Regions from separate parts of the Mus musculus genome. Here regions 1, 3, 4, 5, 6 and 7 are each linked to region 2. The links are chromatin contacts, called in public Hi-C, HiChIP or PLAC-seq, capture Hi-C and promoter capture Hi-C maps. All regions are on one chromosome and are shown on one strand. The core of a region is the stretch at or near the end of the contact, and the rest is flanking DNA. Distances in the headings are between cores, read along the strand shown.

The links. Promoter capture Hi-C pulls out the DNA fragments that hold promoters and counts their contacts. A called contact is a pair of places that touch in the nucleus more often than the background predicts. HiChIP or PLAC-seq counts read pairs in DNA pulled down with a chosen protein or histone mark. Capture Hi-C pulls out chosen DNA fragments and counts their contacts.
Region 1: a contact with region 2 is called in a Hi-C map of the N1E-115 cell line, with 5 times the contacts expected there. The contact joins the enhancer-like site here to the promoter of Asns in region 2. A contact is called at or near these places in 9 of 39 promoter capture datasets (the 3T3-L1 cell line, 3T3-L1-derived adipocytes, frontonasal cranial neural crest and 4 more), 1 of 15 datasets of contacts at CTCF or cohesin (large pre-B cells), 3 of 484 Hi-C or Micro-C datasets (the G1E-ER4 cell line and the N1E-115 cell line), 10 of 115 datasets of contacts at active chromatin or transcription factors (the NIH/3T3 cell line, embryonic forebrain, embryonic limb bud and 6 more) and 4 of 9 other capture datasets (adipose tissue, embryonic stem cells, liver and 1 more).
Region 3: a promoter capture Hi-C map of hippocampal neurons shows a contact between it and region 2, with 4 times the contacts expected there. The contact joins the enhancer-like site here to the promoter of Asns in region 2. A contact is called at or near these places in 5 of 39 promoter capture datasets (the 3T3-L1 cell line, the C10 cell line, hippocampal neurons and 1 more) and 1 of 9 other capture datasets (adipose tissue).
Region 4: a contact with region 2 is called in a FOXA1 HiChIP or PLAC-seq map of pancreatic cancer cells. The contact joins the enhancer-like site here to the promoter of Asns in region 2. A contact is called at or near these places in 9 of 39 promoter capture datasets (the 3T3-L1 cell line, frontonasal cranial neural crest, hippocampal neurons and 4 more), 1 of 484 Hi-C or Micro-C datasets (the G1E-ER4 cell line) and 1 of 115 datasets of contacts at active chromatin or transcription factors (pancreatic cancer cells).
Region 5: a FOXA1 HiChIP or PLAC-seq map of pancreatic cancer cells shows a contact between it and region 2. The contact joins the promoter of Ica1 here to the promoter of Asns in region 2. A contact is called at or near these places in 8 of 39 promoter capture datasets (the 3T3-L1 cell line, cranial neural crest, embryonic stem cells and 4 more), 1 of 484 Hi-C or Micro-C datasets (the N1E-115 cell line), 8 of 115 datasets of contacts at active chromatin or transcription factors (embryonic forebrain, embryonic stem cells, epiblast stem cells and 5 more) and 3 of 9 other capture datasets (embryonic stem cells, liver and macrophages).
Region 6: an H3K27ac HiChIP or PLAC-seq map of embryonic stem cells shows a contact between it and region 2, with 4 times the contacts expected there. The contact joins the promoter of Nxph1 here to the promoter of Asns in region 2. A contact is called at or near these places in 1 of 484 Hi-C or Micro-C datasets (embryonic stem cells), 2 of 115 datasets of contacts at active chromatin or transcription factors (both in embryonic stem cells) and 1 of 9 other capture datasets (adipose tissue).
Region 7: a capture Hi-C map of embryonic stem cells shows a contact between it and region 2, with 3 times the contacts expected there. The contact joins the promoter of Slc25a13 here to the promoter of Asns in region 2. A contact is called at or near these places in 1 of 39 promoter capture datasets (embryonic stem cells), 2 of 484 Hi-C or Micro-C datasets (both in embryonic stem cells), 5 of 115 datasets of contacts at active chromatin or transcription factors (all in embryonic stem cells) and 3 of 9 other capture datasets (adipose tissue, embryonic stem cells and liver).

Annotation. Positions count from the first base shown.
Region 1 is chr6:8,739,924-8,744,132 of GRCm38.p6, forward strand. Ica1 (islet cell autoantigen 1) reads right to left here. Exons shown (of 14, transcript NM_010492.3): 5 at 2,332-2,455. Among named protein-coding and RNA genes, the nearest start is that of Ica1, 36 kb to the right of the region's middle. Within about 2 kb of position 2,703, at least 26 of the 459 cell types and tissues checked have an H3K27ac peak or open chromatin away from gene starts, as enhancers often do. A contact at or near this core is called in the N1E-115 cell line and embryonic limb bud, where this site is marked.
Region 2 is chr6:7,690,954-7,695,135 of GRCm38.p6, forward strand. Asns (asparagine synthetase) reads right to left here and starts at 2,256. Exons shown (of 12, transcript NM_012055.4): 1 at 2,156-2,256.
Region 3 is chr6:5,854,324-5,858,081 of GRCm38.p6, forward strand. All of the region lies in intron 6 of Dync1i1 (dynein cytoplasmic 1 intermediate chain 1), which reads left to right. Among named protein-coding and RNA genes, the nearest start is that of Gm34527, 36 kb to the left of the region's middle. Within about 2 kb of position 1,413, at least 4 of the 459 cell types and tissues checked have an H3K27ac peak or open chromatin away from gene starts, as enhancers often do. A contact at or near this core is called in hippocampal neurons, where this site is marked.
Region 4 is chr6:8,801,527-8,805,684 of GRCm38.p6, forward strand. No RefSeq gene overlaps it. Among named protein-coding and RNA genes, the nearest start is that of Gm38765, 2.7 kb to the right of the region's middle. Within about 2 kb of position 1,440, at least 18 of the 459 cell types and tissues checked have an H3K27ac peak or open chromatin away from gene starts, as enhancers often do. A contact at or near this core is called in pancreatic cancer cells, where this site is marked.
Region 5 is chr6:8,776,947-8,780,762 of GRCm38.p6, forward strand. Ica1 (islet cell autoantigen 1) reads right to left here and starts at 1,538. Exons shown (of 14, transcript NM_010492.3): 1 at 1,126-1,538.
Region 6 is chr6:8,947,625-8,951,607 of GRCm38.p6, forward strand. Nxph1 (neurexophilin 1) reads left to right here and starts at 2,395. Exons shown (of 2, transcript NM_008751.5): 1 at 2,395-2,683. The coding sequence starts at 2,630.
Region 7 is chr6:6,214,974-6,219,043 of GRCm38.p6, forward strand. Slc25a13 (solute carrier family 25 (mitochondrial carrier, adenine nucleotide translocator), member 13) reads right to left here and starts at 2,200. Exons shown (of 18, transcript NM_001177572.1): 1 at 2,023-2,200. The coding sequence starts at 2,037.

The DNA of each region.
Region 1 (4,209 bases), core at 1,453-3,952, 1.0 Mb after region 2:
TATTCAGCAGGACTGGAAATTTGGCTTACCAGTTAAGAGCAAATACAGCTCACAGAAGACCAAGTTCAGTTCTTAGGCCCCATGTCAGTGGCTCACAACTACCTGTAACTCCAGCTGCCCCTGGCCTGAACTCTCCCCTGGCCTCTGTAATCACCTGTCTGTGCACATACATACATAGGCACACACACACACACACACATACAGTTAAAATAAATCTTAAAAAAAAAACATTCTGGAATACTCTAAACCATGTTCACTCAACTAAGACTTCACATTCAGAGTGATTTTATGGGGTTTTCCTGCCTCCTTCACATTGAGGAGAACTAAAGTGTGACTTCATGTAGCTGGCAAGCAGCTGTGAAAGCAACGCCACTGTGGAAGAGGCCACCTTCCCAATGAGCTGGTCGCACCTCATTAAATCAGTGGAGACTGCTGACTGCTAGTCTATGGTAGACACTTTCAAGCATTTGCATTGTTTTCTTGATTGTTTATACTGGTGTGTGTGTGTGTGTGTGTGTGTGTGTGTGTGTGTGTGTGTGTAAGAGAGAGAGGGGGGGAAGAGGTGGAGGGATAGAGAGATTGAGACAGAGACTGAGAGATTGAGGAAGAGAAAGAGAGGGGGTTTAAGAGAACAGTAACTTAAGGTGCTATATATGGATCCTTTGTGGGGTCATTTTGGTATGCAGTCATACAGACTGTAACTGGGTAGTCGTAAGATAGAATAGCAAATGTGATTAATAATAGTAACCCTCAATGTGATCTGGATTTTAACACTGTTTTTCATAGTTTTGGTACATAGGCACACTTAAACGTTTTCTCACTGAAATCAGTGAAACTTACAATCTAAACATTAGAACATTTATTCTCTGATTTGCCAGCAATCAATTATCCATATAATATTGAAAGAGGCTATGTACACAAAAGAATTATCTACCAAGGGGGTTATAATGCACTTGTTTTAGAGCTTTTCTCTTTTTGGTTTGTTTGTTTGTTTTAAGCATTAAAGGTACAATTCAAGATTTTAAGAAAATACTTTAAAAAAACTTAAACTGTGGTAGAGAACAGCTGGCAACGGCAATATTCAATTATGACTGCTGCCACTGCATACAAGACAGGGTCCAAATATAGCAAGAACCAGAGTGTCCAAGAATGGGGCCACTGAAACGCATGTACACACTGCCAGCCCCCCCCCTTTAATGCCACCTTTCTTGGGTTTCCATAGGAACGCTCATGTGAGTTGCCAATCAATGGCTTGATCTTGGATCACAGGGAGGTAAAGCAGTAGGGTAAACAGTAGGGGAGACAGGCAGACAACTGGAGTAAGTGAGTTGCTGAAGCCAACATAATCTTGTTTTTGTCGTTTTGTTTGTTTGTTTGTTTTTTGAGACAGGGTTTCTCTGTGTAGCCCTGGCTGTCCTGGAACTCACTCTGTAGACCAGGCTGGCTTCGAACTCAGAAATCCAACTGCCTCTGCCTCCCAAGTGCTGGGATTAAAGGCGTGCGTCACCACTGCCCGGCACCTACATAATCTTGGAAACTACCTGCAGAGCTTTCTTTAGGTATAATTCTGTGTGATATTAATGGAGACATTTTCTTGGGCTTGTTCATAGGGAAGGAGAGATTGAGTCTCTTCTCTCTAGCAGCAGCGGTGTGGCACAAACGCTCAGAACTGGTGTTTGTTTGTTTGTTTGGTTGGTTGGTTGGTTTTAAAGGCCAGATACATTAGTTGAGGTTGTGTTTTGAAATTCATCAGCTCTGTCACAATTTCCTCTGTACTGGAGACTGTCAAACTTTGCTGTATATCAGAATCAACTGTAGATCCATTTGAAATGTAGAGGTAGAGTTTGTGGGTGTGGGGGCAGGGTCTAGATTCTGCTCTTAACAGGCTCCAAAGTGATGCTCCTGGCCTCGGGCCTGAGGGGTGTGGTCCTGCATCACTACCTCTAGGCCATTCATTAGCCCTCAGAGAGCAGAGTGGGAACCCTTCAAGCTGGTCTCATTAGATTCTTGCTTTAATCAAATGCTTGAAAGGGGATCAGCCTGATTGTTATGAAGAACTTGAAGGTCAAATGTAATCACTCACAAAGATTGGCATACATATTGCCTCCCACAGAGCAGAAGACAAACAAGATTAAATACCAGGGAAGAAAACAAATCCTTGCTGCTCTCTATATCCGAGGGAAGTGGGGGCCAGCTAAGTAGAGAGAGGAGTCCCTCAGGTTTAGGCTAAAGGGTTCTAGACTGCGCAACTTCCCCATGGGGAAGAAGCGGGTCCCAGATTCTCTGGGGGTCTCCCAAAACAGAGCTTCCAAGAAGGCCGCACACACACACCTTTGCTGGGAGGAAAAGCAGAGGGCCTTGCCCGTGGCTTGCATCATTTTTCCTGCTCGGGTTTTGTCTTGGAAGCCTTGAGATCGAAGAAACTTTCCCAGTTCATTTTCCTCTTGAGACAAGACTGGTGGAGAAAACAGGGAAAGAGGAGGTGAACAGGTGAGGATTTCTATGACCAAGAAAGTGAGGGAGACAACTTACAAGGCCCTCTTTCTTCTGGGGCAAAGATGAGAGGAAATTAAATCCAAGTGGCAGGCTGCAAGGTAAGTCCCTCCCCCTCCCCCACCCAACCACTTAAAGTCCATTCACAATAGGAGAGATCAAATTCACTCGAACACATCTGTCAGTGAGTTGGTGCCCTGTAATCAGAACCAGAAAATGACCTCTGTGCTGAAAAGCGAGCCCACAATGTGCTGCCTCCAGCTGAAATGAAGGAGTTGGGTTTGTCAAGGCAGACAGACGGTGGGGACCTTTTGTGGCTGCCTAGAAAGCAGTGCTAGCTGCCTGCTATTACTCTCTCTTGCTGACTTCTGATCTCTGCTGCCTGAGTTACAGTCTGTCCTTTGTAAATCAACTCAAATCCCTCATCCACTAGGAAGCAAGTTGGTGTTGGACGTGGGGACGGAAGATGTGTTAGGCCCCCAGGTAAACCAGTTAGTAAATTTTCAAAATACAGAGCTGGAACCAAATCTGGATTGGTTCTACTTAAACTATTTTTAGAGCCAAGGGCAGATGGGGCAATTTAGTAAGACAGTGATTTGGCACATGCCTGCCGCCGTCTACAGACTGATTTGGTAGAAAAATGTAAAAAAGTCACGGAACTGTATAATCCTTTTGATATCACTCTTGTACCGTGAGGAGTACTACTGAGTGCACTCTCAGGAGGTAACAAAGGAGTCACAAAAATGATCAGAGCCATTATTTATAATAGCAACAATTTTTCTTTTCTAGAAACTGATTCAATATAACCCGAACATCCATGAAACCGCCAGAAAGGACCCCAAACATCCACCATCGTCAGAGCCACAAACACAGAAGTGTGCGGGCTTGCAACACAAGCACTCTACCATTGAGCTACATCACTGGTACCGTGTACGGTGTATGCGCACTAGTCACTGAGGCCAGAGAAGAAGTTCTTCCAGTTTGTGCCTTACTTCCTTGAGACAAATCTCTTAGTAAATATGGAGCAAGGCTAGAGGTTAGAAAGGCCCAGAAATCCTCTCAATCCTCCCTCCTCACCTCTCCCAATCTAGCCAGCTGTAGGGTAACAGGTAACATGGACCATACCCAGCTTTCTGAGTCCTGGAATCTGAACTGAAGTCCTCTTATTAATTTATTTTCATGCTTTGCTTGCAAAGCAATTGTTTTTTACTCACAGAACCGTATTTTTAGTCCTATCCTCAACTTCCCAATCCTTTGGCCTCTACCTCCTACATGCTGAGGATACAGGTGTGTATTCGTATATCATCTGTGTCTATAACCACATCTGAAGTGTCACTAGAATTCTTGTCCATTTTACACCATGCAACAGATCTGGTACAAGGGGGTTTATCTGGGGGAAGTGATGTAGCCCCTGATCATAACTCATGTCCTGCAGCCAGTTCTTCACACACTGTATATGCAGCATACTCAATAAAACTGTTTTCCACTGTGATCTGAAGGTTGAATTATTTCACTAACCCATCAGGCTCCCTACTCTTCAAATTGTACCCCATTATTAGTATCAATCTCTCCAACAACTACACAAAGTTGGATAGGAACCACAAGTCTAAAGAACTCACTGCTGCTTGCCTACATGTGACTACAGTTCTTGCGCTGCAGCAGAAAGTCCTGTGGCAGGAGGAAGGGTTTTTGGAACCCATTTAAAAAAATGAGATA
Region 2 (4,182 bases), core at 1,006-3,505:
AACAAGGTCCTCTTAAAACAACCGAGCAAAGCTCCGATGAACTCCGAGACCGAAGCAGCAAGCGTGGGGCCTGCACGGGTCTCCACTAGGTCCTCTGCATGTGTACTATAGCAGCGGTTCTCAACCCTGGGGTCAAAGGGCCCTTTCCGTGGTTGCCTAAGACCAACAGAAAACATATTTACATATTTACAATATGACTCAAAACAGTAGCAAAGCTGCCGTGATGAAGTAGCTAGGAACATGATGTTATGGCTGGGGTTCACTTCAGTGTTCTGTATTAAAGGGCGGCAGCATCGGGAAGGCTGAGAACTCACAGTATTCTAACTTTCAGTTGAGTGCGTTTATGGGACTCCTGACTGAACTGTGAATCCGGGTCTCTGATTCCTGCGCCTTCTCTTCGGGATCTTTTTATCTTTCTGTTGGTTTCTGTTGTCCAACCTCAATATGATGGTTTCCCTTTTATCTCACCTTACTGTATTTTATTCTATTTTGTTGCTTGCCTCTTAGAAGCCTATCCTTTTCTAATGAGAGGCAGAAAAGGGGTGAATTCAGAGGGGAGAGGTGGGGAGACACTATAAGTAGAGAGGTGGGAAACTGTTCAGATAGTATTATATGAGAAAAGAATCTATGTCTAATAAAAGGGAAAGGGAAGTGGGCTAACAAAGCGCTCTGAAAATCAATTATGATCACCGAGAACCATTTACCTAGGTCTTAAGGCTCTTTAATGAACTGTCTGGTATGCAAAACATATGCCAGGCACTACATTGAAGTGTAAAGAAAAGTTTAAAATTCTTTCCTTCAGCAGGAGTAAGGAAATTCAAACTCCTTTGTAATCGGACTCAGAGGCCCTCTTGTACCATATTTTCCTCACTGTTGTCTGTAAATTTCCTCCTTTCCTGGTTAACTTCTGCAGCAGTACTGGCCAGTGAGCCATATGTGAAATTTTAATATACTAATAAAGCTCATTAAGAAGACAAGAGAAAACATTAAAACTAATTTTAAACATACCTTAACATGACACACCCTAAATACGACAACCAATACAATATAATCAAAATTAATTATATTTACACTACTTTTCCTAAATTATTAAAACCGGGCTGGAGGGATACTTTAGTGGTTAGAGGCTGCAATCAAACATCAAAACATCAAGCGTTCGGTTTTCATAATCATCGAAATCGACACATTACACTCTTACCACATCTCAGTTCAGACTAGCCAGCATTTCTAGGGGTCAGTCTATGAAAGAGCACAGGCTCCCCGCTGGACAGCGCCGCTTTCGTACACTGAACTGATAGTTCTAAACTCCACTGGATCACCTTAAGACCTCAATAATCAACCCGTGGCCTTGTGCAAGTCTTACTTCAAATGAATATTATAGTACTGACATCAATCAACGAAGAGTTAGCTGTTAAAACCCGTAGGCCACAGGCAACGAAAAATCAAACTCGCCCGTGTATTTTAAAAGTTATCTTATCTGAAACTAGACCTGTGAAATAGCTATCCATAATTAAGAAAAAAAAAAAAAAAAAAAAAAAAGCACGCCAATTCCTTTGCCTTTTCCCGTACTTGGTTGCCTGTCTCCTTAAACAGATTTTTCCCGGCGTGGCTGCGAGTATGGAACTGGAGTGGAGGAAGGGCCTGAGCAGCGAGGTGAGTGAGTGCTCAGAAATCCGGATCCAGACAGACCCAGAGACACTCGCTCTAGAGCTTGGTAGAGCCTCTGTCCTGCTGGAGAGCGAGACCCCTACACTAGCCTGGGGCTCCCAATTACAGCTGGTCTTGTGCAAGCGTCCACCTAGTCCCAGGCAAAACCTTCGGATGGCTGAAATTTCCCAGATCTAGACGTCATACAGTAAAAAAAAATATTTATGGTGTCTAAATGAAGGCCACCTTCGCCTTCTGTCTGGAGCGGCCCTGCCTCCGCGCTGCACTTCGCTCACATGAAAGCTTTCCTGGCAGCTCCGTCCTAGGTGCGCAACAATCGCCCCGCGCCCGCCCCGCCCTGCCTCGCGCTGCACCGCAGCATCGGTCTGGCGCCGGACCCGAGCGCTCCGCATCCGAACTCCCGGGACATGTGCCCGCGCGGACAGCACATCCTCCGGCCTCCCAGGCGAGCAGAGCGCTCCGCGCTGAGCACCCGGCTCCCGCTTACCTGAGCACTAGCGGCCAGGGCCAGAGAAGGTGGAGCAGAGGCAGCGCAGTGACAAGACCGGTTGGAGGCCGCTTCCCACCTTAGAGTCGCCGGGCTTCTGTAACGCGTGCGGGAAGTTTCATCATGTGGCTGGGACCCAACCCGTGCGCAGGGGCGTGGCCCGCAGTGCTGACGAGCGACGCCAGGCGGGGCGGAGGCCAAGGCAAACGTGCATCCTGGGGCCGAGAGCCAGGAGGTGTTCTGCTTCTGTTCCTTAAGGTGCTGTGACACTGCAGGCAGGATAAGCCCAGAGGTCGGGCCGCCAGGTCCAGTGTCCCATCAGCAATAGATCTCCTACTCCTTAATTGTAGTCTTCAGTACTTCCTAACAGAGTGTCTGATATATAGATGTGGATACATAAGTAACATAGGAATACCTAGAAGGACACCACACACAGACACACACACACACAAATAACTACTACTACTGAGCAGCTAAGAAGAACCCCAGGTAATCTCCCTGCAGAGATTAAAAGCACTCTTGAACCAATAGTGCCTACAAATTCATTGTACAATAAAAAGAAATGTTTGTCCTAAGAAACTGTTGTGCCAAGGTTAACTTCTTCACAAAGTCTCCATCAAGTTGATAACATTAAGTTCAAATAGATCAGTGGACCTTGAACATACGGACAAATCCTCTTCCAGAGAGCTGTAGACAGCAGACCAATCCTCTTCCAGAGAGCTGTAGACAGCGGACCAATCCTCTTTCAGAGAGCTGTAGGCAGCGGTCCAAACCTGCACAGCACTGTGGAGATGGAAGCAGGAAGATCAAGAGTCAAGGTCATCCTCTTAAGTAGGGAGTTTGAGGACACAGGGACACACACACACACACACACATGCATGCACGGACACACGCACACCTATATATAAAGATTCTTTTTCAGTACCTCAAAAAAAAAAAAAAAAAAAAAGACCTTCCTCAGCTTGACTAAAAGATTGGTAGTATGCTCTTAGTATTCCCTCGGATAGGGAAAATACACCATGATTTAAAACACACACATACACAATTTTACTGCATTCTTTAATGAATTTATAGTTACTAAACATCAGCACCCAGTAGATTGAGAAACAATGAAACTGTGCTGTGAAATAAACTAAGATCAGATTTTAGGCAGCACTTAGAAAGCCTCTGATCTTGTTGTTCCACAAGGGATGTACTGCACTTGTTTGACCTTGAGAATATCAAATTTTTAAAAAGTCCTTTAAGCTCCTTTAAATACAAATTAAATCTTTTCTTCTCAATAGTTGTTGGAGGGTGAACCCATCTTCTAACTTTTTAACTTATCTTAAGCATATAATCACATAGGGATAGCTAGCCTTTGTTACCTTTAAACTCTTTGTGGCTGCAAAGGGCTTCTTTGAGTTTAATAGTATCTTGAAACAAAGGTACATTGTTTTGTTTTTGACCCATTTACATTTCTAAGGTTAGCTCTTGAAGAATAGCATAGGACGTCCCCACCCAGCCCTTTGGAACAACAGTGAGTTAATTTATCAGCTTGCCCACCTTCTTCACTCAAAATGTTGCAGTCCCAAGCTAGGTGGACTTACCTAGGTCAGAAATTCACCTAGGTCAGGAACACAGAATGGAGACCCCTTTTCCTGGAACTCAGGGATCTGCAGGCCACTAATAGTTTCTCAGAAGACCCTGATTGCCTTCTGCATTAGCAAGCTACTAGGACACAGCAGCTAAAGATAGAGCCTTTGATTCTGCCTCTTCTGACATTTGATCTGATATCTATAAGCCCTTTTCTTCGACACTGAAACACAGTTGGACATGGAACTTCTCGTCTTCCTGTGTGTCGTTCCTGCTTCTCATCCAGTTTCATCTATGCCAGTTGGCAAGCTATACAGTGAGAAGGACACTTCCCTATTCAAGGAAGTCAACTCTAGCTGTAATGCTCTGTCACTCGAGAATTTGTCTGACCTTTATAAAACAAAAGCTGAACTATTAATCTAGGTGGTACGGATAATTGTTTTGTGGAACTCTAT
Region 3 (3,758 bases), core at 163-2,662, 1.8 Mb before region 2:
AGACCCATCCTTCACAGGAGGCCTGAGAAAATGGGCACATAGTAGGTTTCAGGACAACACTTTGTAGGGACACTATTTGGAGAGCCACAGTGCCAAAAGGTCTACACGGCCAAGAAGATGAACAAGGAGAAAAGGTGCGGCTTGTGTTTCAAGCTCACATCAACTAGTTACACACGGCTGATGAGAGCACTCTGGAGACTAGCAAGGGCGCTCCTTGTTCTGATCTGCATTTGAGATGTCCCCACCCAGGCTCATAGCCAAGCTTGTTCTCCATCTGGCGGAGCAACTTTGGAAGGACTTAGAACCTTCAGGAAGTGCAGCCTCCCTGGCAGAAATGTGTCACCAGCAAAGAACCCTTGATGGCTATATCCGGGCTCCTAGTTCCTTCTTCTCTCCACTGCCTGTTCCAATGTGATGGGAACAACCCCTGCCACCTGCTCCTGCCAGGAATCAAGCTGCTCCGCTGTGGCTTTCCTGTCACAAGGGACTGAAACACTGTGAATCGTGAATACAGAGTCTTTCATCCCTTCTATTATTTCTGTCTACCATTTCTGCCATGTCAGGGGAAAGATAAGTAGCAAAGCCCATGACTCTGGGGCTGGGCAATCCGTGAAGATGTCATCCAAACTGTTCTAAGGTCTCCACTCATCAGATGAGGGCTAGAGAGATGGCTCCGCAGTTAGGAGTACTGGCTGCTCTTCCAGAGGTCCTGAGTTCAATTCCCAGCAACCACATGGTGGCTCACAACCATCTGTAATGGGACCTGCTGCCCTCTTCTGGTGTGCCAGGGACAGCTACAGTGTACTCATATACATGAAATAAGTAAAACTCAAAACAAACAAAAACCTGCACATCACAACCAATATCCATCCATGGAGCAGCAGCCGAGAAACTCGAATCCTCACTTGAATCGTGCATGTGCCCTACTTGTAAGCCTTTCAGCTTTGACCTGTTCTGTGGCCAGAACTATATACAGATATCCCACAGTATCCTGGGAAATTGGTTTCAGAACTGGCTCTCCCCCCCACCCCGCCCCCTTGGACACTTAGGTCTGGGCATGCAGAAGTTCCCTACAGAAAAAATGGTGTAGTGTCTGGATGCTACCTGTGTACACCCTACCACACTCTTTAAATTGTGTAGGTAACTCACAACATTGAACACAACACAGATGTTCTATATTATCTGTGAATCTTTGGGATAGAGATTAGCTTTGAAATTATGTTCTGTCTATAGTCTATTAGATGCCCCAATATAGAACTCCGAAATATCAGGGTTCCTTTGTGACTCGATGTTAGCCCCAGCCTGCTTTGCATTTGTCAGATGAGCTAGACAGCAGGCAGAAGCACTAATCTGTCACTCCCGGAGAAAAACAACCCAAGCTCGCTGCCTCTCATGGCCGTGTGCTTATGCTCATTTCCTCTGCTCTGGGAAGCCTGGAGTCCTTCCCTTGGCAGGACGGGCCTGGCTGCTATCCCTACACATCCCCTACTGTTTCCATAGAAAGAATTTCCCAACCTTCTTGTGTATTCTTTTCTATTTTGGTTGTTTTCATAAGATGCTTGTAATGATTTTGTGGGTTGCAGATTAAGAAAAGGAAATTTTTGAAATAGGACGTTCAAAGGACATGCCTTACCCATATTAGGTCAGCTGTGCCATTCCTATGTGTGGATAGAACATTTTCACCCCTTAATAAGATTAGTAACTGAAGATGATATTAGTCACAATATGAAATAATGTTCCCTTTTAAATGTGATGATCGTTCTGATTTATTTCCCCATCTGCGAGATGAGAATGATAATTACCCCTTTGAAAATATCATATGGTCAAATTAGTTAATGTTGGACAAGCATTTCAGAATGAAGATACCTAATAATTTATTAGTGGCTCCGCTGGCATGCAATTTGAGAATGAAGTCTGCCTTTGAGGAATTGGCGCTTGTGTTAATTCATGTTTTCCTTAAATTCCATGGAGCTCACGAATGTACTCTCTCTCTGGGTGCCAGCCATACCCAACTGTGGCACATGGCCTTGTAGCCTTTGCCCAGCTGTGGCACATGGCGTTGCAGCCTCTGCCTGGAGAAGACATGTCTGAGAGGGCAACAGTCTGGCAGTCAGGATCTGAAGTAGAGACTGAGCAGATAAGCCACTCACATACTTCTTAATTTACTGCTTTCCTTTTGATTAAAAGACTTTTGTTTTTCATTTGTGAGGAAAGGAGAAATCTCACAGCACCTCATTTTCTGCTGTGTCCCTCGAGAGCCCTAGACCCATTCATGACCTTGGACAGAACAATCCTATGTCTCAAATGAGACAGGAAACATGAACGCTCATCTTCATTTACTCCCTTCAGTGCTAGCTTGATAGCAGAGCACTTCCTAATTCAGAAAGCAGTATTTTCTCTATTCACAAAGGAATCTGTGGAGAATAAACATTTAATTTCCAATACATAGTGATGGCTGTCCCTCACTAAATTCTGTATTCTGGAAGCTCCAGCTGGTCTCTATACATCAAGTCCGAAAAAGGCTGTGGCTGGCAAAAATTCATATACCTGTGTAGAGGAAATGTTGGTATTTGACCATGTGTCTCTCTGGTCCTTCACTTTCCTTATTAACATATATTTTCTAGACCCCAGGTAGGGTGTTATATTTCTATACATCTCTACAAAACAGTATGAAGCAAGGTAAGAGAAGTTATCAAATATTCAATGTGGGTTTCTTTCCATGGCTCTATGATAGATATCAGTCAAGGGAAAGTCACGGGTTCACAGAATGGAATACTTATTTGTCAAAAAATTAAAATCTAAAGGTTTTACTTTTTACTCTGTAAATTTATGTATGCAGCTTCCTACACCAGCAATGTCAGAATAGTCCCCTTGACCAGTTTTCCTTTAGTAGCTCTTCAGCTTTCGTGTGTCATGCCAATAAAAAGACTCTGCACTGCCGAGGCGTGCTAAGGAGGCACAGAGAAAGAGGGGAATCGGGGATGCAAGAGAGAGTGTGGAGGGTGGGCACACAGCGAAGCCGGGTAGATATATGTGTGCAAATGTGTATACAAGCAATACACACCATGATAACAACAGTTAGGGCACAGGACGGGTTCCTGTGCAGCTCACAGGCAGAGGAAATAAAGTGCCTGGCAGCTCACTCACTCAGTAACAGGAAAGGTGGGCGGCAGGGGACTGGACTCCCCAACAGGAAGAGAAAGTATACAACTGCTTTTGCTACTTTAAGTCAGTGCACCCAGAAAGCCTCGAGCTGTTGTCTCTGGGAGGATGTGCCTGGAGCTGTAGCACTCTGCCTGCCTGACAGAGCATTTAGGAGTTACACTGATCCCCCACATTTGAAATACTTATTTAAGAGGGAGCAGTCACTGATGGGAATAGTTGTAACTAAAAATCTTGCTCAAGTACTATATATATATATATATATATATATATATATATATATATATGTGTGTGTGTGTGTGTGTGTGTGTATATATATGTATATATATATGTATGTATGTATATATATATAAATTATATATATATACATACATACACACACATATATACATACACACCACACATATATATGCATATATATATATATATATATATATATATACATGTGTGTGTGTGTGTGTATACAATACTTTCCATTTAAAGTCCCTTGGTTGTGGGCTTTGGGACTTCGGGACCAGTAAAAAGCTCCTTGTTATTGTTCTAGATGTGAAACTGGGGATTTGTATGCAGATCCTAGGGAATGGGTGTGAAATTGG
Region 4 (4,158 bases), core at 190-2,689, 1.1 Mb after region 2:
GTTGAATCTAACATCAAAAGTCCTATAGCACTTAACAATTGCAACACTATTTAAAAACCTGAAGGACAAGTCTTAGCTGAGACTATAGGCAGTTTCTTAACTGTGATTATCTATAAAATCAATAACAGATTGCATACTTCCAATATATGATGCTACCGAATAAACATTACCATTCTGAAAGAGAAGGATGAGATCATAGCAAATATTTATCAGACAAAAGTAAGACTAAGCACAGCAGGGCAAATACCAAATATTACAACTCTATGTGTGGCCTTTGAGGTTCATGATGGTGTCATTTGGCCTACAAAGAGCATAGGCAGTTCTGCTGCCTGTAGCAAACATAACTTCTCTATTGATCAGGTACCACTCAATGCACACAGCTTTCTTCAGGATAGTTCATGATCATATATTGTCTCTAGCACACTCAAGTCTCTGCACTTAAATTTCATCTGTAGAACTTCGTTCAGTGGCATCTCCTGGCCTCCTCATAGGGACTCAGACCCTGATACACAGTTACTGGCCTCATAAGCTCTCTCGGACCATGGTCCAAGACTCCACAATCTATTGAATCTTTCATTGTTCATGGGTGCAAAATTTTTACTACATGGGCAACACTTCGAACTTCTGCCAACTTCAGATAGAGCCTAACCTGTGAGTACTGACCCAAGGGAACTGCTTCCCTCATCAGCTGTCTTCAAGAGGCAAAGTCAGTTTAAATTCCCTTCTTTCAAATGAATTTATACTTTCATATATCAGAGCCTCTGATGGGTGGAATCTGGCCATCATTATACCTTTCCTATTGTCCCAGTGCAGAGTAAGTTTCATTTTAACACTTACAGTCTCAGTCAGAAGCATGCATAAGGCCTGGGTCAATCTCTGGTACTGCATAAACTGGACATGGTGGCGCATGCCGGCAATCACTGGAGAAGTGTAGGCAGGTGAGTTAAGAATTCAAGGTTATCTTTGACTACATAGAGAGTTTAAGGCTAGCCTGGGTACATGTGACCCTGTCTCATAACAAAGCAAACCAAAGCGCTCTAGTCCTTGGAATAAGTTCTGTAATAACTCATTCTAAGAAACTACAATTGTGTTTATGTTGCTCAGCTCTTCTGTGCATTTCCCTTCCATTTTTTCAGTTTCTTTCCCTCTCCACTGTTTCTTATCTAGAATTTAAAGCCTTTTTTCCATCCAAATTATGTATTTTGAGTCATATTCTGATGAGTCATGGTGGGATGGGGGGCAGGGTATGTGGAAGACAGAGCAATGTCTTGGAGTTATTCAAGAATGAAGTTAATTACATAGTATTTTGATTGGCTTCTGTCCCACTTTTAAAGTTTTCCATAGCTTACATCAAAACCAACGACCTAATCAAGACATTCCAAACCTTTATCAGTCCCCTTAGCTGCTTTATGAGCCTTGCAACACTGCTTTCTGCTTGCCCCCTCTTGCTCACTGTCCTCCACAGTCACCCTCCTCCCTCTTGACTCATCCACACAGACTGACTGACATCTCTAATTGCCAAGGCCACCCTTTCCTGCAAATGTCCTCCAACTTCTAGCGACTGCCAGAAACTTCTACCCGACTCCTTAATACCATATTTCTGCAGCTTCTATGCTTCTCCCAGATACTTACTGGAGTTCTCAGAATGTTTACCAAAGCTATACTAAATGAAAACTTTCAAAATTAAAAAAAAAAAAAAAGAACAAAGAGACATTAAGCCAAACTTTACTCCAGTGCTTCCCAAATTTCAATAAAGAAATTTATATATACACTTCAGTCATTTAGGCCAAGGATTCTATAATCTACCTTGTGTTCACTAACATATCCACCACAGTGCTTTGGATTCTGGCATTTAACAAATGTTTGGCTCAAAAGTCTGCTGTCAATTAATGACGGAAGTTTTAGATTTAGCAACACTCTTTGAAGGCAGGTTATCAAGTGAATTCCCTTTCCTTTGTTTTGGTAACATCTGCACTAATTCTTCACAGTGTTTCATTCCAGACTGTTATACTCCAGTGTTCATATGGTCTGATTCTGTCCTAACACTACTTTTAAAAGGAGCATGGAAGGCATTAGATATCATGAGGGCCTTGTTGAACAATGAGTATTTGGGTGGATTTCCCTTTCCCCCCATTCCTCTTGCAGACCCCCTGCTACCCTGCTCTCCCCTGTAACTGCTCCTTGCTCTCTTTTTTCTTGTCCCACAAAATCTGATATTCTTTACAAATGCTTCTGTCACAGCAAATCAATTAAAAACTTGTAAAATACTTATATTTTGGAGGGCCTCTGTTTATTGGAAACTTTTAGAGACGGCTCCTAAATTCAAACAATGATCTCAGGATTCTCATGGAGAATTTTCAAACCCGTAGTCCTGTAAATCTCAGCATATATTAACTGGAGTAATTGTTATCTAGAGCTTTATACCAAATATAATTCCCCAAGCATGGACTTGACAGTGAAATCTTTGAGATCTAATTCCACAGAATTAACACTTTGGTGACCTGAAGCTAATGTAGTATCTCACAAACTTGTTTGCATTCAGAATCGCATTTAAAGTTCTGCAACGTGTCTATGCATGATGGCCCACATTTGCAATCCCAGCACTCAGGAGAGTGAGATAGGATCAGGAGTCCTAGGTCAACTTGTACTACATGGTGAGAAGTTATCTCAAAATAACTACTATCTAACTAAGCAACTAACTAATTTAGTTTATCTAAAGAACAATTAAATCTCCATCTCTATAGAGGCAGTAAAATTCTCTCCTATTCTCTCTCTCTCTCTCTCTCTCTCTCTCTCTCTCTCTCTCTCTCTCTCTCTCTCTCCCGTTCTGCCTATCCATCTATATCCTAAATCAAGTGATTTCTTCATGTAACCATGCCTGGGAGACACTGGCTATTATTTATTGCTTCAAAGCCCACATGTTCACATATAAAATATTGTAGTTCTTATTCTAAAATGTTGTTTAAGGGTACCTTGCCCTTCCCTGACTGCAGCAATCTGGAGAGCTGGGATCTGGCCTTTCCCCTCCCCTGGGCAGCACAGGAGAGTTGGCCTTATTGGTGAGGGTGCAGGAGAGCTAGCAGGCTGACCGACTCAGCTACCTACCACCCAGACCCAGATCCTGGTCTTTGAGCTGGCCCACCCGACCATCAACCACACCTACGACCAGCTGGAGTGGAGGATTCAGGCTTACAGTACTGAACCTTCAGGATCTCCATAACCCAGGGAAACAGCAGGATATCTGAGAGGCATCTCCGTGAGGGTCCAGCATTGATGGTAGTGCAGAAGTCAAATAGCTGCAAACCAGACCAATGGCTCATTTCAATGAACACTGACTTGTACACTGTTTGGACAAAGAAATATATACTGTATGACATACCACAACATCCACAACAAGATTTATTTTATTTTATTTTATTTTTTGCTGAATAGATTGCAAGGGTAGAGGATAGACATGGAAGGACTGAGAAATGGTGTGAAACTCACTAAGAATCAATAAAAGTTTATTTTTTTCTTTTTTTTTAAATGGGTGCATAACGTGATATATTTACCGAAAACTAATACTTTACATATTTAGAATGAAAGAATTCTCTGCGTAAATCATACCTCAAAAATGCCATTTGGAATTTATCTGAGAATGCATGTGACTACTGTAAACTCATAAACAATACAGCTCTATACAAACCTAATGTGTAGTTGTACCTTTAAAAGCAGGAGAAGGATAATCATGTAAAGAACTTGCCTTCTTAATTTGCTTCATTGGCAAGATTGTTATTCTTCTGGCTAAATCTGCTCCGCTGACCTTGAGGACAGTTTCCAGGCACTGTTGGCTAAGTTGGCAGTGGTATGGGCTACCTGTCTCATCAGTTCCAACACTGAACTACAGGAAGTAGTAAGTCTTACTCAGTACAGAGGAAGCAGCCTCCTCCTTCCCATCCTCCTGTTCCTTCCTGTTTGTCTTTTTGTTTCTAATTCTGGGTTCCTATCATCATCCCTTGTGATGTGTTTGTTGGTGTACTGACCACCTTTTTAAAAAAAGAAAGAAAGAAGTACCCACTTGGAATAGATCAGAAGTCAGAAAAAAAACTCATATAACTAAAAAATTATACCAATAATAATTAAAACTCCCACCTTGCCATTATGTTACAGGAGTAGAAA
Region 5 (3,816 bases), core at 288-2,787, 1.1 Mb after region 2:
TGTCCTATTTTATTCCCTAACTTCTGAGCGGTCAAGATGTCAGATTTAAACCAGAGGATCATGGGAGCCAATCTGAGAGACTGCCGATATAAACACTCACACATGCAGTAAGTTATCGCTTAAAGAACCATAATGGTCAGCAAATACTCCATGTGTCTTCCTCCATTCATAACCATTTTCAAACCAGCTGGTGATGTCTTTTCCAGGTCCATGGAATGTTTAGTTAGCAGCTGCTCAGGTTGATGGATAAACCCTTCTTGTGCTAGATTCAATGCTATCTAAAAATGGAGAATATAGTCTCATTTCTAGACCTTAATGCCCACCAAAAGACCCCAAACGTTATTCACGGATATGGCACGTTAAAGGCTCCAAAGAGTGGTTCAGAGGCTTTGGAACCCTACAAGTCAAAAGATAGTGTGAAGGTTAACGGGGGAGCCGCTTGGGAGAAAGACTGGCATAACAGGATATTACTTTCAGAGGAAACAGGAGCTGCATCAAGCCTGGGCCAGGAAAGGCGGAGTCAGCAGCGCAGCACCCAAAGAAACCCCGCGTGCCAGGGTTTGCAAGAACGTGGCGTGCTCAGTGACTCTTCCTAGCCCGCAGGGGCCAACCACAGGCCTCCTGGCACCAGTCATTACAAAAAAGGTACCCATCGGCTCTTAGCAGTCCCTGCCAAAGACTAGCATAGGAGGAACGGCAAAAGTAAACGTCAGATACCGCTGCAGGTGAACTTGTCAACAAGTCAGCTCTAGACGAAAATCCCAGTCCAGAGGGGACCTGGGAGGAAGGGAAGGGTAGGCCAGCACCGGCTTGGGTATGGGCGCAGGTGCTCTCTGGTTTCCCTCCCGCTCCCTGGGGGCTGACGCACGCTCCTAGGGCGCGCGCATCCTCCACACATCCAGGCCCGAGGGAGGATCTGCGGGAGGGAAGAGGATGATGCTCCTCCCGCACCCGATGGGGGGGTGGGTGTGTGGATGAGGTGACCCGCCTGGAACCCGTAGCCCGCAAAGGGCAGTAGAGGCGGCCTTGGCTTGGCGCCCCCGACCACCCGGCCACCCGGGCGTCTCCCACTGCAGCATGCAGCCCGCCCGGCCCGCCCCCGCCCCGGCCCTGGAGGGCAGGTACCTTGGTGCTCCGGCCCCCAGGAGCCTCCCGGCGGAGATCCTAGCGTCCCTCCAGCTCCCTGCGCCGACGTCAGCGTCAGCACTGGCGAGGGAAGGGGCGGGGAGCGCAGGAAGCGGTCCTTCCTGCAGCGGCCGCCGCCAGCCGGAATAGCAACGCGGAGCCGGTGCGCGCCGCAGCGCAGCGCGGCGGCCCGAGCCGGCGCCCTCCCCTCCGCCAGAACCCGCCGCCTCCCTTCCTGCGGGGACAGCGGCCACTCTCTGCAGGACCCAGGGATCCTGGTGGGGGAGGGCGGTGGTCTCACCTGGTTTGGGGCGGATCAAGGATGAGAGGACCGAGTGTCCCTCTCTCTACTCCCTGGGGTTTTCCCGTGACCCCCATGTCTAGGGTATCTGGCGTTTGGACCTGCTGCCAGAGATGACCCCGCCCCTGCTCCCTAGCAGGTGTTCCACGTGTCCATAGCGTTCGCGTCACAATGACCTGTCTACAGGTGGCTGACGCCTAGAACACCTCAGAGTTCCTTCCTCGGTTTGTGTAAAGGGTGCGTGCTACTTTATAGAGTTTGGTTACTTGAATGGACAGGAGATTTCGTGAGGTCAGTGCCAAAACAAGTAGGTTTGCATCTGGAGTCCAAATTTGGGCTTAAAGGCTAAAAAGGCAGTGTTAAGAAAACAGCTGGGTATGTATTTACACACTTTTTTTTAATATCCATATGCCATATCAGTCACCTATACTTACTTTAGACAGTGTTTCATCTCTTCTTATCCTTTGTCACAAAACACAAACCTCAGTTTCTGGAGTACCTTGCATATCACAGGAGAGGGATATCAAATAATGGTTCCCAATGCTGTCTATACTGATAGAGATACTGGGCTCACCCCTCCTTCGATGTCATAGAGAAGTTTGTTGAATGATCACTGCTAGGAACAGCTAGTAGGTGGAAAGAAAAATTACTTAGTAATAATGCAAACAAGCCAGAAATCCACAGCTAACATAAAAGGGTTGTTTCCTGGGTGCCAAACCAATACTGTGTCCTTCACACTGAATTTTTTGATGGCCCAATATGGTGGTTAAAATTATCCCCGTTTTAAGGGTGAAGATACCGTAGCTCAGAGTTCCCTACGGAAGACTGGTGGATCTGATAGCCTTGGCATGGCTCAGTAGTGAAGAACCAGGGTTGAACCTAGGGTTGTCTGAACCAAGATTTAACCTGAGGAGAGAGTGGGGTTTAAAGCATGGTTAGGGATAACTCAGTGGCTGAACACTTACCTAGCATGCACAAAGCCCTGGGCTTGGTCCCTAGGAAAGCAAAGTAAGAAAAGTGTCCAAACATAGAAAGAAATGCTAATTTCTTCTAACATCAGAGGTACGCTGAAGGGCCAAATTTCCCTTGACTCATACCAGTCTTCATACCAGTCGCAATTTATTAATTACATGAAAATATAAGAATTCCACTCACTTATCAAAGATTGGTTTTGAGGCAAATGCATTTTTTTTTTTTTATAAGAAAGCCAGTGTCTGATGTGTTGAAAGTGTCCCCTAGAAGCATAGTTCACTGGGACCTAAGCTCTGGAAAGAACAAAGAAGTAGATTTACAGAACCATTTAAGGGCTAAGGCAGACACCTTGGCCAGAAGTCTGAGAGCCTGTCAGTCACAGAGGCTGAGTTTAGCCTTCAAAGACAGTACCTGCCATCGAAGAACCCACAGGATGAAAGCAGGGTCTGGCCAGTGTGAACAGAATCCCCCTAGCTCCCAGAGACTTTAAGAGCACACCTTAAGTGATGTCTTATTCATTTATTTAATTTGTTTTTTTGAGGCATGTTCTAGTTGTGTAGCCCAAGTTGGACTGGAACCAGAGATCCTCCTGCCTGGGATGGATGCTGAATGGTTAGATGATAGGATGTCCTCCCATGCATAGCTTTAAGTGACTTTTCTTCACCTCCAGCCTTGTTCTAGTGCTTAGGATAGGATTTGAGGAAGAAAATAGTTCTGCTCATCCTACATCACCCCAGGGTACTTTTACCTTTCCACTAAAAAAATTCTCTCCTCCTGGACTGGAGAGATGGCTCACAAGTTAAGATCACTGGCTACTCTTCCAGAGGACCTGGTTTCAATTCCCAGTGCCCACATGGGGGCTTGTAGCCATCCATAGCTCTAGTTCCAGGGGATCCAACACCTTCTTTTGACCTGCATGGGCACCAGAGTACACAAACATACATGCAAGCAAAACATCCACATAACAGAAATCAATATAAAAAAGTAAAAATTTCTCTCTTTTTACAACACTTCCATTAGTTTCTAGGTGATCTGTTGCTTCATCTTGCAGAGCGTGTTCAAGGCGCCAGTGAAAATTGGGACCAAAAAAAGGATGGTTACTGGATGGTGGGATCTGAAATTAGAATCAAAATGCAGATTCAGAGGTGAACAGAACAATGAACTTCTTCATAGGAAATACTCCCTCTGGATTCGAGGTGTGGCTGATGGGACTGTAGGGTTAGAGACCTTTCGAGGCTATTGATAACATGGATTCTAGAGAACAGTGGGCCAATTCCAAAAGTCTGTTTCCTTCCCTTAGAAAGTGGGAGCTAGGCCTTAGTATTAGCTACTTTTCTTGTTGCTGTGACATAGTAACTTAAGAGAAAAGCAACTTGAAGAAAAGTTTACTAGAGTTTGTGGTTTAATGGGGTAAGGTA
Region 6 (3,983 bases), core at 1,145-3,644, 1.3 Mb after region 2:
GTGGAGAAACTCTAATGCTCGTTTAAAATCCCAATTCTAATTTGGTGCTATGAACTCAGGCTCCTGAGGTATAGACTAACATCAAAACATGGTCCGCAGTGTGTATCTATCACTCAAGATCAGGCTCTGACTAATGGAGAGCGAAATAGCCAGCATTCGAGAAAGGCCTTTATTGATGCCCACCCCTGCGGCCTGAAAGTGGGCATGTTAGAAGAAAGACCTGGTCTCAGTCTTTATGGAGCTGATCCCATGCTTGAGTGTGGGAGAGGGTGAAGGCCACAGGGAAAGAACCAGAGCTGCGGTTTGAGGGGGAATGGTGGGCGCTTGGGGAAGCATGGACATATGGAGAGAATGGGTTTGGGAAAAAAATTTAAACATAAGTAAAAAGATGCAAGGGCACAGAAAAGACTTAGGGGAGAGAAGGAGAGAGGGAAGAGCAAGAGAGAAAGATGAGAGAGGGAGAGATAGAACACAGATAGAAAATTTTATCCCCCTTTCTTGTTTTGCCCAGCCCTTGGAGAAGAGTCCAGAGTCCAAGGTCGCACAGTCCTCTCTGCTGCCTCGCTCGCTGAATGGCTGGCAGTCCGCAGCATCCCCGCCTCTGGCCACCGCAGCCACAGGTTTACAGTTCCCGGCAGCAGCGCCCCTCCCGAAGCCAACTGGAGCACCCTACTCTCTCCAGCACCCACCGTTGCCCTGTGCACCTCCCTGCCTCACTTCTCGCCACTCCCCTGGCGGTCGCTTTCCTCCCAACGACCCCCTCCCCCCCCAGGGGGTGCTTTGGCCACCAGAGACGCAAGCAGGGCTCATTCCTCCCTGAGGGCCAGGAGGCCCGCAGAGAGCCTGAGAGTGGAATCTATTTACACGCGGTATTAATTAGTCTTTGAGGAGTCGTTCACCCACGTGTCAATGTAATTGTTGGTGTCCCGGCTGTAGGCTCGACCAGCCGCGACCGGGAAGAGAAAACCGCTCAGTCGCGGCGGGGAGTTGAAACCGCGCTCTGCGGAGCGTCCCCCCGTGGCCGGGCAGGACCTCGGACAGCGCCCGCGACACCAATCCTTAGTCGCCTTGGGGCTTTCCAGCCTTGCTGGTAAAGCTGGGGCTGCTTCCTGTGCTTGCAGCTTCCAAAATTTCGTCACCACACCCCTTCTGAAACTGGGACTCATCGCGCCTGTTGTGTGGCTTTCTTTTTCTTCCGAAAGGTTCGGGTCTTATCGCTCAAGTTCAAGTCCGGAGGACTTGCCCAGTCTCCTCCCCTTAAGTCATTCTCTATCCTCTGGCAACCGCGGAAATCCGGGAGTCCTAGGCTGCTGGTGTCAGTGCCAACACAGGCAGTCCGGGTCGGTCGGGTGCAGCAACCGGGCGCATTCGTCTCTCTCCCTCCCTTTCTTCCTTCCTCCGTCGTCTTCTCTACCTGCCCCTCCTTCTCTTGCCTCTTAAGTTTCCTGCACCGGGAATTCAACTGTGCCAAGCCTAGGCTCCCGCGGACCAATCCGGATCGCGACCCGGGCACTGGGACAACGACTCCGCCAAGGCTGGACGAGGCAGCTGGACCTGTCCTCGCCCGAGCATGGAGACGGAGCTCCGGGGAGGGCACGTCCCGGGCGCTGGAGACTCCAGGCCGTAGTAGCTCCTCCATGGAGCCTGTTCAGAGCGGTTCTTGCTCGCTGCATTTGCCTCCAGTCCTGTGCGGTATGTACCGGTCGCCTCCACCGTTCTTGGCAGGGACACGTTGGGGCAGGGTGGTGGTCATCACCAGGAAGGGACAGCGGGGTGAAACTCTTCTTGGGCATAAGGCATGTCTAATAGGTGACCCTCAGAGTCCCAGACAGGTTTCTACTGTAGAAGTTAGCAACTGGCTGTGCCCCTTCGTTCAAAAAAGTAGTGCTAGGGATGTGATTGTGGGTGTCTATCTGTATTTCAGGAGGTTCAAATGGGTAAACTGAGCCCCGCTTTCCTATATGCAAATTGCACCCCCCTCCCCACCCCCATTTCACGGGTACCTAATCCGGGTCAGTTCTACCTACCCTTGCCCTGCCCGCACCCCCCTCTCTCAGTCTCTTGCTCGCTTGCTTTTGCTATCTCTCTCTGCTGCTGTGTACGTGTGTGAACCCTGCCAGGGCTGGCGAAGAACCAGCCGCCGCCTTTAGTCCCAGCCTCCCGCCTTCAAACACTAGGGCAGGTCTGGCTGCCAGAGACAGTTGGCCTCCTAACCAGCCTGTGAGCTGCTCTCTCTGTGCCTAACCCCTTCTGGCCTCCGCCGTTCGGGCGCTGGCTTCCGAGACGCGCCGGGCTCTGGGAACCCCCTGCCACCGCTCAAGCCCGCCCGCTCGCTCGCCCGCCCGCCTGCGGACCGCACTCGCTTGTTCCTGGAGCTGGATTGGCTCGCTTTTCCAATCTTTGCGTCCCCCTTCCAAGCTTTTTGACTCCATCACTCCACACCAAGAGCCCCTTTCCCCTCGCTTGATCGTCAGCCTTGTCCGCGTGGTCATGGGATGTCTAATTTCATTTGTATCTAGGCTGCTGAGAGCGCTCCCTGCTCTGTAAAGTGGATGTCAGGTGGATCTATGTTTTTGAAGGAACAAAGACTCAGCCAAGGCACCGCCAAGGAAGTTTGAGAGGAGGGAGGATGCAGGCTGCGTGCTGGTACGTTCTTCTCCTCCTGCAGCCCACCGTCTACTTGGTAAGTGGCGATCGGTCCGGTCCGGCATCTTTGAGATACCTCCCTAGCCTGGAGGCCAAGCAACTGGGGTGAGAGGGGGGGGGGTGCGGGAGGGCGAGGCCGCCAGTTCAGTGAGAGCTGAGTGTTCCCAGAGAGTGGAAGAACTTTGGGAAGCTTTGGTTTGGATTCCTGCGAGAGTTTTTCAGGCTCTCATCCTCATTTTTTGCTCTATTTTCCGTCTCCCGGATCATGATTCTTAACAGGACCTTACAGGTCCAGAAACCAGGAGGTAGTAGGCGAGGATGCCTTGGGAGGAAGGGGAGAAGAAAGGTATTGGGAATCATGAAACTCTTAGCAGCACTTCTTCCCCCACCTAGTTTAAATGAAAGGGGGTGGAGGTGGGCTTGAAGAGCCGAACAGGAATCTACTCACTGCCCCACTGCCCCAGCGCCCCCAATTTGGGTTTGTGGCACATCAAGAAAGTGCAGGTAACTCCCTGAGACTTACAGGGGTGCAGCTGGTGTAAGTTTATCCGCCAGACACATAGCAAACGACCAGGCAGTTAGGTCAGAGATACACCTGCAAACATAACCCTCTCTCGCCTTCCAAGGTCCAGTTGCCATTAAATAACAGAAGCATAGTTTCAGTGAGGGGTTTCTTTTTAGGGAATGGCAAGCCTTGTCACTAGGGAGAGAATCTTGTCCTGTCCAGGTTCCTCCAGAATCAGTTTTCGGAGGTTTGGACTTGACACAATCTTAGAACCGACGCGGGGAGAATCGCTCTGTGTGGCTAGGGAGTTGTGGGCATCACCGCGAGCCTAGGAGAGTGTGATATTTTCTCCGCGTTTGATTTCTCAGAGGGCCAGGGACACTCGCGTTCTGCCGGCGAGGTTGAGCCTAGTGTTCTGAACTCCACAGCAGATTCCGGGCCACGGGAGTGCACCGAAAACTCAAGGTGTTCTGTGGAGGGGCGAGGAGCGCAGGCGCTGCGGTAGCAGCTGGAGTTTTCTAAACCGGCTGGATAAATGGGACTAAGAGTGGTGTTAGTGTCTTTCATTCCCAAGAGCTTCAGAATCCACCAGCCCGGATACTGTGCTATCCCTGCAAGTGGCCGTGTTTTTCGGTCTTAGCTCTGGCGCCTGCGATCGCGGGGCTGAGAGTTCTGTGAATCCGGTACATATGCGCGCGCGTGTGAGTACGTGTATTTACCCGGTTCCGGCTTCCGGCTGCATCTCAAGAACCCTCAGCGTTGCCAGTCTTTGCACCTTTATCGCCTGACTGTAGCAGAAGCAGACGCCAGAGGGCGCTGTGCATCAATGTCC
Region 7 (4,070 bases), core at 950-3,449, 1.5 Mb before region 2:
CTGCCCAGATAACAGTTCAAAGTGAAGTCTCTCCAAGCAACTGGTCTATCTTTGTTTTGGCAGCTAGACAATGCTGTCACCTGTGCCAAGCACACGTTTGGTTTCTATTAATCTAAGTTCATCTTACTTTCTCGTTATTTGTTTGTTGTTGCTGTTGTTGTTGAAGACAGGGTTTTTTAGTTTAACAGCTCGTGTCTATCCTGGAATTCACTTTATAGAGCAAGCTGGCCCCTGCCTCCAATGCACTGGGATTAAACCTGTGTGCCACAATGCCCAGCTTCTCCTTACCTTCTCTTTATCCTGACTTTCTCATCCACTTACAGTTGGTTTTGTTATATCCTATTGGAAGGTATTCTATATCTATATATGTCAGCCATCCGAACTGAAGAGAGGTGACTGTCAGTGAATAAATAACAAAGAAGGCAGGTTTCAAAGGGTAAAGGTGACAGGAATGTTTCAGTTTCCTTGGCCTCCTGATTTGGATAAAAACCAACTCTCCCTGATAGGATGTGTCTCAATTACAAAAAATGCAACTAAAAAGTTGAGCCTGCTTCTTCACTTGTTACTTCGTATCTGCCCAGTCTTCTATTCTGTTTCTAGGCATATGTCTCAATTTAGTGCCCATCAATACTGCATCTCCAATTAAAGTAACGTAAATCAAGTGACAAAACTCCCACACAGGTATATAAATGATGAGTGGGTATTTACTCCAGAGAACTGATTTATACCAATCGTTATATCATGCAAAGTTAATGCAAAGAAAGGGGCTATTGGCTTGAAAGAACTAAAGTAGCTTCAGAAATAAATCAAAGTGCCCATCCACAGACTCATGCGCAAATACACCCAGTGCACACTCCTGAGGGTTACAGAGGAAGGAAGGCCACTTAAGGCACTGAGTCTAGGAACAAGAAAACTGAGGATTTGGGGAGCCTGGAGAGACTAGTCATAGAACACTATTTAAATATATTTGTCTGCTTACAATTTCCATTGCAAATGTGATTAGTTTGCCTGAATAAATCAGAATATGATGTGGTGGCCATGTTTTCCTCTTCAGGGTTATCACAGAGTTTTGATTAAGGACAAATGTTTGAAATGTTGGGTATATTTAAGTTCACTGCACTTAAAATGATCTAAGAAGTTGTATAGGCTTGATTAAAGGGCTGCCTTCGTGAACTTAAAATTAAAAGCAATAAATTCCAATGACTCGAGTGATTGGGACTGAATATGGTATTCTGCCAGAAAAGTTGAAATGCAGTCCAGAGAGGCTGAAATGGTGTGCAGGTTTGAAGAACCGGTGAAAGAGGAAAGGTCAACCTGTCAGAGCTGCCTTCTCCCTGGGTTCGTGAACGATTCACATTACACAGAATTCCTTTTAAGTAGAACTTCACAGGAGTGACATGCTCCCAGCACAATCTGTTTTGTCATTTTCAAAAAGAAGCCTCTCTGAGGCTCAGAGGCTGCCTTGTAAGTGTTGTCAGATGGAGAGAGAAAGGGGAAGGATGGAAGATGGGAGGTGGGGGTGGGGGTGGGGAAGGGTCCAGGGCTAGCTGCGCACAGACGCAGGCCAAGTCTCCCAGTTTCCAAAACGGAAGTCAAGGTGACTTCCCTACCAGCGGGAGGGCGGAACCCTTGAAATGTAATAGGATAGGCTTCAGGCCCAGTTGGGGCCCCTGGAAGGAGAAACTCAGGTCAACAACAGTCGGGTCAGAAGCAGGAGAACCCCAAAGTAGCAGAAGGGTTTGTGTGTCCCTGGGCTCTTCCCTGCCCCAGGCTACCTGGCCCCATTCGCGCGCTCCTCCTTGCTGGCCAGGGCTCGGTCCCGCGGGACACCGCTCCTGGCCAGACCAAGTGGGAGTGTCCGGCTGGCAAAGTTTCTGTAGCACGATCGGGCCGCGGTACCCACGCGGCCACAAGTGCAGTCCCCTGTGCCCCTTCCTCCCTCAGCTGCAAGGTGGAACCTCGCATCTACTACCCCGGCTGGACCCCTCTGGGCTCCAGATCGCCCCGGCCCGCCGTTCTTACCTTGGCGGCCGCCATGCTTCGGCCGGGGTACAGGCGGCTTTGAGACCTGCTCTCTGGTTGGATTGCACCGGGGACCCCGGCGACTCACTTCCCGTCCCGAGCAGAGGTGGGGGCGGTGATTCTGCCCGGCAGCGTGCGCGCCTGGCCTGCTTCCCCACGCCCTCCTGGCGCGGGTCATGCGGGTGCCGTCAGCCCATTGGCTGGGCCCGGCCAGGGCCTCCCGGGCGCGCGTGATCTAAAGGCCTCTGCCCTGTAGCCAGGGAGGGCCTCAGTATGGGAGCTACTGAGGGGCCAGGACACGTGACTCAGACTGTGCTGTCCAGCTTTAGTAGCCATTGTCGTGTATACCCCGGGGGCAAGGGAGAAATGCAAGCCACTGTCTCAAAAGACCGGGGACTTGGTGAGCTGAAGCTGCAGCTTGGGCTGAGGCCAAGGGCTGGCTAGGTCAGTGTCCATGAGAGAGCCAAGTAAGAGTGGTTACCACACAACACCTGGACGTTGACATACATACTCTCATAGATGCACACATTGGGTCAGGTTCTTGCCAGATTCACCTTGGTTTTTGCTTCAAGATGGACCCCACTTTAATGCCATCATGAAATCCCTGAAGTATTGACTAATAGAAGAAAAGATAACAAGCAGGTGACTAGCCTCCTTTGTGGCTCTAACTTGATAAACTCTTGAATATGGTATAGAACACACATTTGTAACAACTCTATTTTGCAACAACTATATGAGGACAAAAGAGGTCAAGGCCTCAAAGAGGTGACAAACTTAAAAAAAAAACAAAAAAACAAAAACAAAAAAAAACCCTACGAGCTATTGTTTGCTCTCAGGACACCATAAGAACAATGAAAACAGGAAAGGCTCTCAGAGATTACTCCTGAGGTAAGACTGTCAGTCCAATGCGTAGATAGCAAGAGATGCTCCAACCATGACGAATGAGAGGAGACAGGAGACCCAGAATTGCTGAGGAACCCAAGGGTTTAGTCAGAGAAGGCAACCTAAATTTAGGGACTGCTGGAGGAAGAGTATGGGCAACAGGAAAGACCTGAAGGTGCCTTCTAAGGCTGGAATCAGTATACTGTAAGTACTAATGTCGTTAGGGTTCCACTCAGTTGCCATAATGTATCCCAGATTCACAAGTTAGAAACTAAATCAGGAGTATGAAACACTCAAGTCCTATGGGCTCTGCCCTAAGGTCTGCATCAATGGCTTCATAAAAAGGGGCTTGTAACCCTTCCATTCTCAGCTCCAGAAAGGTGAGAGCTGGTGAACCAAGAGTTCCAGGCCACCCTTATCTATATAAGGAGACGTGTCAAAAAAGAAAGAGAAGAAACAAGCTCATAGAAGTAAGTCTACTCTCATTGTCCTCTGCCGTGCGAAGCTAGAGCTTTCCTCTCTCTGGAAGATACAGTACTCAGAGAAACATCTCGGAAACAGAGACAAGACCTTGACTTGTTGAAATTGTGATCCTAGAGTCCATAGCCAGGGTGACAACTACGAGGAATACGTTTTTAGCCTTACTCTCAGGCACTGTGTGGTAGCAACATGAACCAGGCTAACACTGGTATGATAACACTGGGCATGAGTCAGGACTAAACTATCAGAATATTCCAACAAGATGGGTTGGAGTGAGACAGGACTCTGTCTAGTGTATGAAAAGCCCAAGAAAGAAGCATTTGCCTTCCCGAGGGCTCGCGGTGCTCCTGTCTCAGGAGACAGTGAGCATCCCGTTTTTCTCTAACTCTGCTTCTGGAGTGTGAGTTCACTGCTGTCTGTAATCTCCCTGTCTCCCATTTAGAAAGTCATGGTGGCACCATCTGTAAGGCTATTCTAGAATTTGGATGGTTGGGAAAGCTCAAGGCTGCCTGGGATACATGATAAGATCTTGCCCACAAGAAACAAACATGAAAAAGCACTTTCAATGGCATTTAACAGTGAGAGACCACTCAGAGAATCCAAGCTCGCGCCCCCACCTCCAATCCTCAATCCCACTTCTGAGCTTTCTGTCATAAAAAGGAATATGATCAATAGGACCTACGAAG